Linked DNA regions of Callithrix jacchus: region 2 is linked to region 1. The links are chromatin contacts, called in public Hi-C maps. All regions are on one chromosome and are shown on one strand. The core of a region is the stretch at or near the end of the contact, and the rest is flanking DNA. Distances in the headings are between cores, read along the strand shown. Region 1 overlaps APH1B (aph-1B gamma-secretase subunit). Region 2 has its middle 15 kb from the start of CA12.

Region 1 (3,053 bases), core at 324-2,823:
TTAAATGTTCTTTGAGTCAGGATTTTACATTATTGCAGAGTTTTCTCACCAAGAAGGATTGGTAATAGTGATGCTAGTAGAATTGACCAGCCACATCTAGCATTCCTAACACATCTGCATGGGACTCATGGTAAACTTGTGAATTGGCCACAGCAGAAGCATGCATGAAATCACTCTAAAGATCATTTCTTTATTTTACATTTTGTAGAGAGGGTCTTGCTGTGTTGCCCAAGCTGGTCTCAAACTCTTGGATGCAAGTGATCCTCCTGCCTTGGCCTCTCAAAGTGCTGAGATTACAGGCGTGAGCCACCATGCTCAGGCTAATAATCTATAAACTATATATAAATTAAATATATATGTATTATATATTTAAGAGTAAGGAGAGATTAGTGATTACCAGCCATTGGTAGACACAGCTGCTTTAGCAAATTGCTGCCTGAAGTAGACTCTGAAGGATGCGTGCAGTTTAGGTTCTGCGGAATGGAAGATACGAGGGAGGGTGGCAGAGTAAGTACAGTCCTGGTAGAAGACAGAACACAGTGCCAGCAAAGCAGGAGTAACGATACAGTACTTTGGGAAGGGAGAAAAAACCCGGAGTGGTAGATTCCGTAGGATATTGAATTGAATATTTGCCAAGTTCAGAAAGCAATTGGAAGAATTGTGGTTTTTATCTTTCAAAATTCAATTCCTTACGGCTTGTTTGCTTATATTTTTCTTACCGTTTTATGTGAATGTCAAAGAAAAGGTAAAAAGGAGTTGGAAATTTTGGCTGATTTTAGTTCATTGAAAGTTTGCTGGGTTTCGTTTAACTGAATCATAGATTTAGAGTATAACCTGATGCAAAGCCTCATTGAGTATCTGGGTTTGAAGTGTCTTGTTGGACTTTCCTGATACAGTGCTCTTTCTTTTTTTCTTAATTACGTGTGTGGTTTTATTTTAGAAAAGCCAGTGAGGGTTTGAAGAGTATAAGCCCAGGTGAGACAGCACCCTCCATGCGACTGCTGGCCTATGGTAAGTTATAACCACATGGTTTCATTAAGAAAAAAAATCAGACTCGGCATAAAAGTCACTTGTATCTTTTATATCTTTGTAGATTTCAAGTTATTTATTATTGCTGCCTGGGCCTATTGGTGTACATATTTGCTTATTATCCCAGCTTTCCAGGTTCCTTTTGTAAAGGAAAAGTGATTGCAAGTGACCCTTACCTGTATGTTCATTATATATTAACCAGGTTTCCCTAGTTAACTAACATTTTCTGCGTGATGAAACTTACTTTCTCTGAATCTTGCCATGACTTTGGCTGTTCTAGGAGGACGCTTGGTGTTAAAGCGGTTAATATCTCTGCATATTATACTCTGAGAATTATGTTGAAGATTGGATCTAGGTTCCCCAGTTTGGCTCAGGAACACATAGTTCCTCGTTACACTCAATTTTAGTTCTAAGCTGTCAAACTCAACTCTGTGGACTCTGTTATCATAAAGTAAAGCCAGAGTCTTGGCATTGTGTCCTCTGTCTCACCTATTGTGTGCCTTTCTAGACCTTTTTCTCCCCTTTTTCATTACTCTGCTGCATTCTACCATTCATTTCCTTTGCTTTTCCCTGTTCTCTCTCCATTCCTCATTTAGCCAAGCACATGACTCTCCAGCCAGCTGTCTGCTGCTTCAGGGAGAACATAAGCGCCCTTTTCCCTGCAACACACTTGCATTAACTAGTCCTTGGAAATTTGACTTGAAAATAAATCTTGGCAGGAAAAGAGTTAACAGTGTTTTTCTTCCTCTTTAGTTTCTGGCTTGGGCTTTGGAATCATGAGTGGAGTGTTTTCCTTTGTGAATACCCTATCTGACTCACTGGGGCCAGGCACAGTGGGCATTCATGGAGATTCTCCTCAGTTCTTCCTTAATTCAGGTATGTGTCTTATAGCTGTCAACATTCAGCCTTCTAGTGTAAATGGTCATTCAATTTTTTTTTTTTTTTTTTTTTTTTGAGACAAAGTCTTGCACTGTCTCTCAGGCTGTAGTGCAGTGGCGTGATCTTGGCTCACTGCAACCTCTGCCACCTGGGTTCAAGCAATTCTCCTGCCTCAGCATCCCGAGTAGCTGAGACTACAGGTGTGCGCCACCACACCCAGCTAATTTTTATATTTTTTAGTAGAGATGGTGTTTCACCATGTTGGCCAGGATGGTCTTGATCTCTTGACCTTGTAATCCACCCGCCTCAGCCTCCCAAAGTGCTGAGATTACAGACATGAGCCACCGCGCCAGGCTGTCTGAATGATGATTCTTACTGGAGTTCACCGCCTTAGAAATTCCAGTGAATAGGAACTTTATGTTATTTCTTTTAAAGGCAAAATACTCTGAAGTAAAAGACTTAGGAAAATAAAAATTTTGGTTAGAGTGTTTTAGACTTTCAGAGTGGAATTTAGCTTGCATAAAATTTATTTTTATTTTGTTGTACTAACAAGGTTGCTGTATAGTTGAAGTGTTAGAAGTGATTTTTTAAGGCCATGTTGATCTTTTTGGTTCTCATGATTTTATGTTATCTTCAGTAGAAGCCCTAATCTATAATTGTCATTGTGGTGCTTTTTGTGGGAATAGGCAGTATAATTTAATCTTGAAATTGAGAGGAAAAAATGGCATCATAGATGAGTTGATCATTTCATCCAAACGATGCAACAAAAAGGACCAACTTATTTCAAATTACTTTTTCATCCATGAGCTAAAAACTGTCATGATGATGCTCCGATCGCAAACCTGGGAGTTGGTAGAGCGTGTAATTAACATAGATTTCCTCCACACTCCACAAGAAGGCTCCTGAAAATAGGGGAAAACACCCACTGTATTTTTAGTCATTTCCACAACAGTTATGCCATTAAAATAACTGAGTTCACATGCATGTTATTTTAATTATATGATTTATATGTTATTTTGATAACATCTATGCTAGAGCTCCTCAGGGAGCTTACCCTCTAATAGGAGAATAAGATGAAAAAAAAGTGAATAAGCATTCCGGTAACAGTTTAAGGTAATAATAGAAAAGAAATAAAATGGTGTGAC
Region 2 (3,053 bases), core at 188-2,687, 110 kb after region 1:
ACAGTTATGTAAAAATTACACCCGTGGAGTGGAATCCACACGTGTGAGGGCTAAGGAATCAGAAGCGCTGTGACCTGGGGCAAGTCGTTAACTTCTCTAAACTTCAGTTTTCTAATCAGTAAAAAGAGAGATTACAGCAGCACCTATTTTACAGCGTTGTGAATGAGCTAATGAGTGTACACACCTTAAGCACAGCATCTCACTTGTAATAAGCACTCAGGCTTGGTGTTGGTATGAAAGTGACAATTATTCCGGCAGCACAATGAATGTCATTCCTCTTCCTCCAGAGTAGGAATGCCTTCTCGGAATCTTGATTTTCAAAGTGATGGATTGGGAGATCCCAAGCCATGGATGTGAATTTGTGTATTTCCCTTCTTACTTATTCCTCAGTTTAGTTAAAGGCACCATCCTCCTCCTAGTGGCCCTGGTTAGGACCTTTGGGATCAACCTGAACTCCATCCCACATTCAGCATGTCAGTGTTTCCACCTTAAGGGAGTTTCTGGGATCCATCCCCAAACAGAATGCAAGAACCTAACAGTGCCTAGCACATGGTAGGTCCTTACCCAGCATTGATTCTTTGCATTTTGCTGCCCCTGGTCTACTTCCAACCACTGTCATCTCCTCCCTGCACTGCCCCATCCCTTCTTCCCTGGCCCCTGGCCCCTCCCACCCTAGCCTTTCAGTCATTGTCCCCACTCCCAGAGCGACACACTTTCTATTCTTCCCTCCTCGCTCTCCCCTTTCTTCTCTCCCTCTGTTTCCAACTGCAAATGCAGTGAGAGGAGGGTACAGCTCACTCATTATCTATCTGTGTAAGGTGTTGCTCTTGTTTTGTTTAGTTGATTTTCCCTCCTTTATTTCTGACACTCATTCCCCTTCCTCCCACAGGCTGTCACTCTGATATTGTGAGAATATATTCTTGGGTATGCATGTGAACTTACAAAATAAGTTATTTGTGTAATTTGATTTTTAAACCTATCTACTGCATGTATTTATCCATTCCCCTAGCAAATGCCCCAGTACTACAGGGGGGTGAGTACTTTTGCCTGTGATCCTTTGGAACCTGTGTGAGAGTTTCTTATAAGCATACGCCTAGGAGCGGAATTGCTGATGCATATTGATTTTCACAAAGTCCTTCTAGGTTGTGCCGGTGAACTGCAAAACTCTCTGCCCGTAATGACTCTGTCTGTCCAAACCCCTGCACTAAGAGACTTGCCCAAACTCTAACAGCTTAAGGCCATGTCCCCAGGATGATCCCAGCCTCCCTTAAAATGCTTGCTTGGAAGCTCAGTGCTGCCAGGAGCATTTACTATTTATTCTAGCCGAAGCCTGGTGATGGGCAGATGGGCCCCTGAGCCCTCTCTTAGAGCAGTCATTTTAGAAAGCGTGAGATCATAAATCTTTCCTTTGCCCTTCGGATGTAAATCTCCCACCAAAATGGTCTGCTCAAGGATCTGAGAGCCCTCTCTTTGAAATGCAGATATTCAGGGAGCTGTAACTCTTCTCCCAGGGGGATAAGGGCCTAAGGGCTGTCAACGCCTTACTTTAGGGGAAGTGTGTTTCTCCTCCGGATAAGTGCCACTGAACAAGTCCAGCTGGCCTAGTCCCATGGACTAACCCTCCCTTAATCACCCACAGTGCCTTGCCCTTAACCCTTAGATAGTCTCCAGCATTTTGCATGAGGTATTGAGTTCTGTTCCCGCCGTACTCTTTTTCCTTATTGCAATAGTCCCAGAATAAAACCAGTCCTGGCACTTTAGCGGGTGCCTGCCTTTATCTTTGGCGTGCCCTAGAATAGCACGTTTTTTTGTTTCCTTGCAACCTTGCCAGCATTTGGTATTATCCAGTCTTCTAATTTTCCAACCTCAAGGGTAGAAAGACTTAATCTTGCTATTGTTTTCATTTTCATTTATCTAAAAACTAGTGAGATTGAGCAAAACAGGTAGGTATTTTGGGGTGAGTCACATATTCATATCCTTGCCCATCTTCCTGTTGTATTCTCTTTTTCTGATTGATTTGTAAGACTTTCTTTTTTTTTTGAGACAGAGTTTCACTCTTGTTAGCCAGGCTGGAGCGCAATGGCGCGATCTCAGCTCACCGCAACCTCCGCCTCCTGGGTTCAGGCAATTCTCCTGCCTCAGCCTCCTGAGTAGCTGGGATTACAGGCACGCGCCACCACGCCCAGCTAATTTTTTGTATTTTTAGTAGAGACGGGGTTTCACCACGTTGACCAGGATGGTCTCTATCTCTTGACCTCGTGATCCACCCGCCTCGGCCTCCCGAAGTGCTGGGATTACAGGCGTGAGCCACCGCGCCTGGCCAAGACTTTCTTATATATTCTATGTAATGATCCCTTGCTGGTTGTGGGAGTCTCAGATAATTTTTCTCAGTCCACACCTGTCTGTTCATTTAGATAACTATATCCACCATCGTCAGTATTGTTAATTTTGACATAGTCATTTGAGGGACAGGGAATATGGTTACACTTTTTGGATTTTTTTTTTATTTCCCTACTTTTTGCATTATATTCCAAGGTTTAAAAAAAAACAAAAATAAATAAAAAATAAATATTTCCCTACTTTTAAGGTCATAAATATATTCTGATTTATATTTATACATACACGTGCATATCTATGTTTTGTAGGGTGATGTTTCACATTTATATCTTTAATCCATCTGAAGTTCACCTTTGCTTATGGTGTTAGGAATGGAGCTTAATTTCTTTTCCATGTAGTGAGCCAATCTTCCCTGCACTGTCTACCAAGCAACCCATCCTTTTCCCATTGACTTGTTTTTCATACGTCAGGTGCGTACACAACCAAACACGTAAGCACACGTATGCATTTCTGAGCACTTTCTCACCCTTGCTCTATTTCCATGCTTCTTGCCCCAGTTTACTCCAATGCTATATAATAAAACATCGTGGATAATAAACATCCATGATTATGGATAATAAACATCATGGATAATAAACATCCATGATTATGGATAATAAACATCATGGATAATAAACATGCATGATTATGGATAATAAACATCCATGATGTTTTAT

Evidence for each region. A called contact is a pair of places that touch in the nucleus more often than the background predicts.
Region 2: a contact with region 1 is called in a Hi-C map of induced pluripotent stem cells, with 3 times the contacts expected there. The contact joins two enhancer-like sites. A contact is called at or near these places in 3 of 3 Hi-C or Micro-C datasets (induced pluripotent stem cells and skeletal muscle).

Annotation. Positions count from the first base shown.
Region 1 is chr8:10,104,023-10,107,075 of calJac240_pri, forward strand. It overlaps APH1B (aph-1B gamma-secretase subunit), which reads left to right. Exons shown (of 6, transcript XM_002763658.6): 3 at 941-1,011; 4 at 1,783-1,905. Among named protein-coding and RNA genes, the nearest start is that of APH1B, 11 kb to the left of the region's middle. Within about 2 kb of position 1,574, at least 5 of the 16 cell types and tissues checked have an H3K27ac peak or open chromatin away from gene starts, as enhancers often do.
Region 2 is chr8:10,213,629-10,216,681 of calJac240_pri, forward strand. No RefSeq gene overlaps it. Among named protein-coding and RNA genes, the nearest start is that of CA12, 15 kb to the left of the region's middle. Within about 2 kb of position 1,438, at least 2 of the 16 cell types and tissues checked have an H3K27ac peak or open chromatin away from gene starts, as enhancers often do.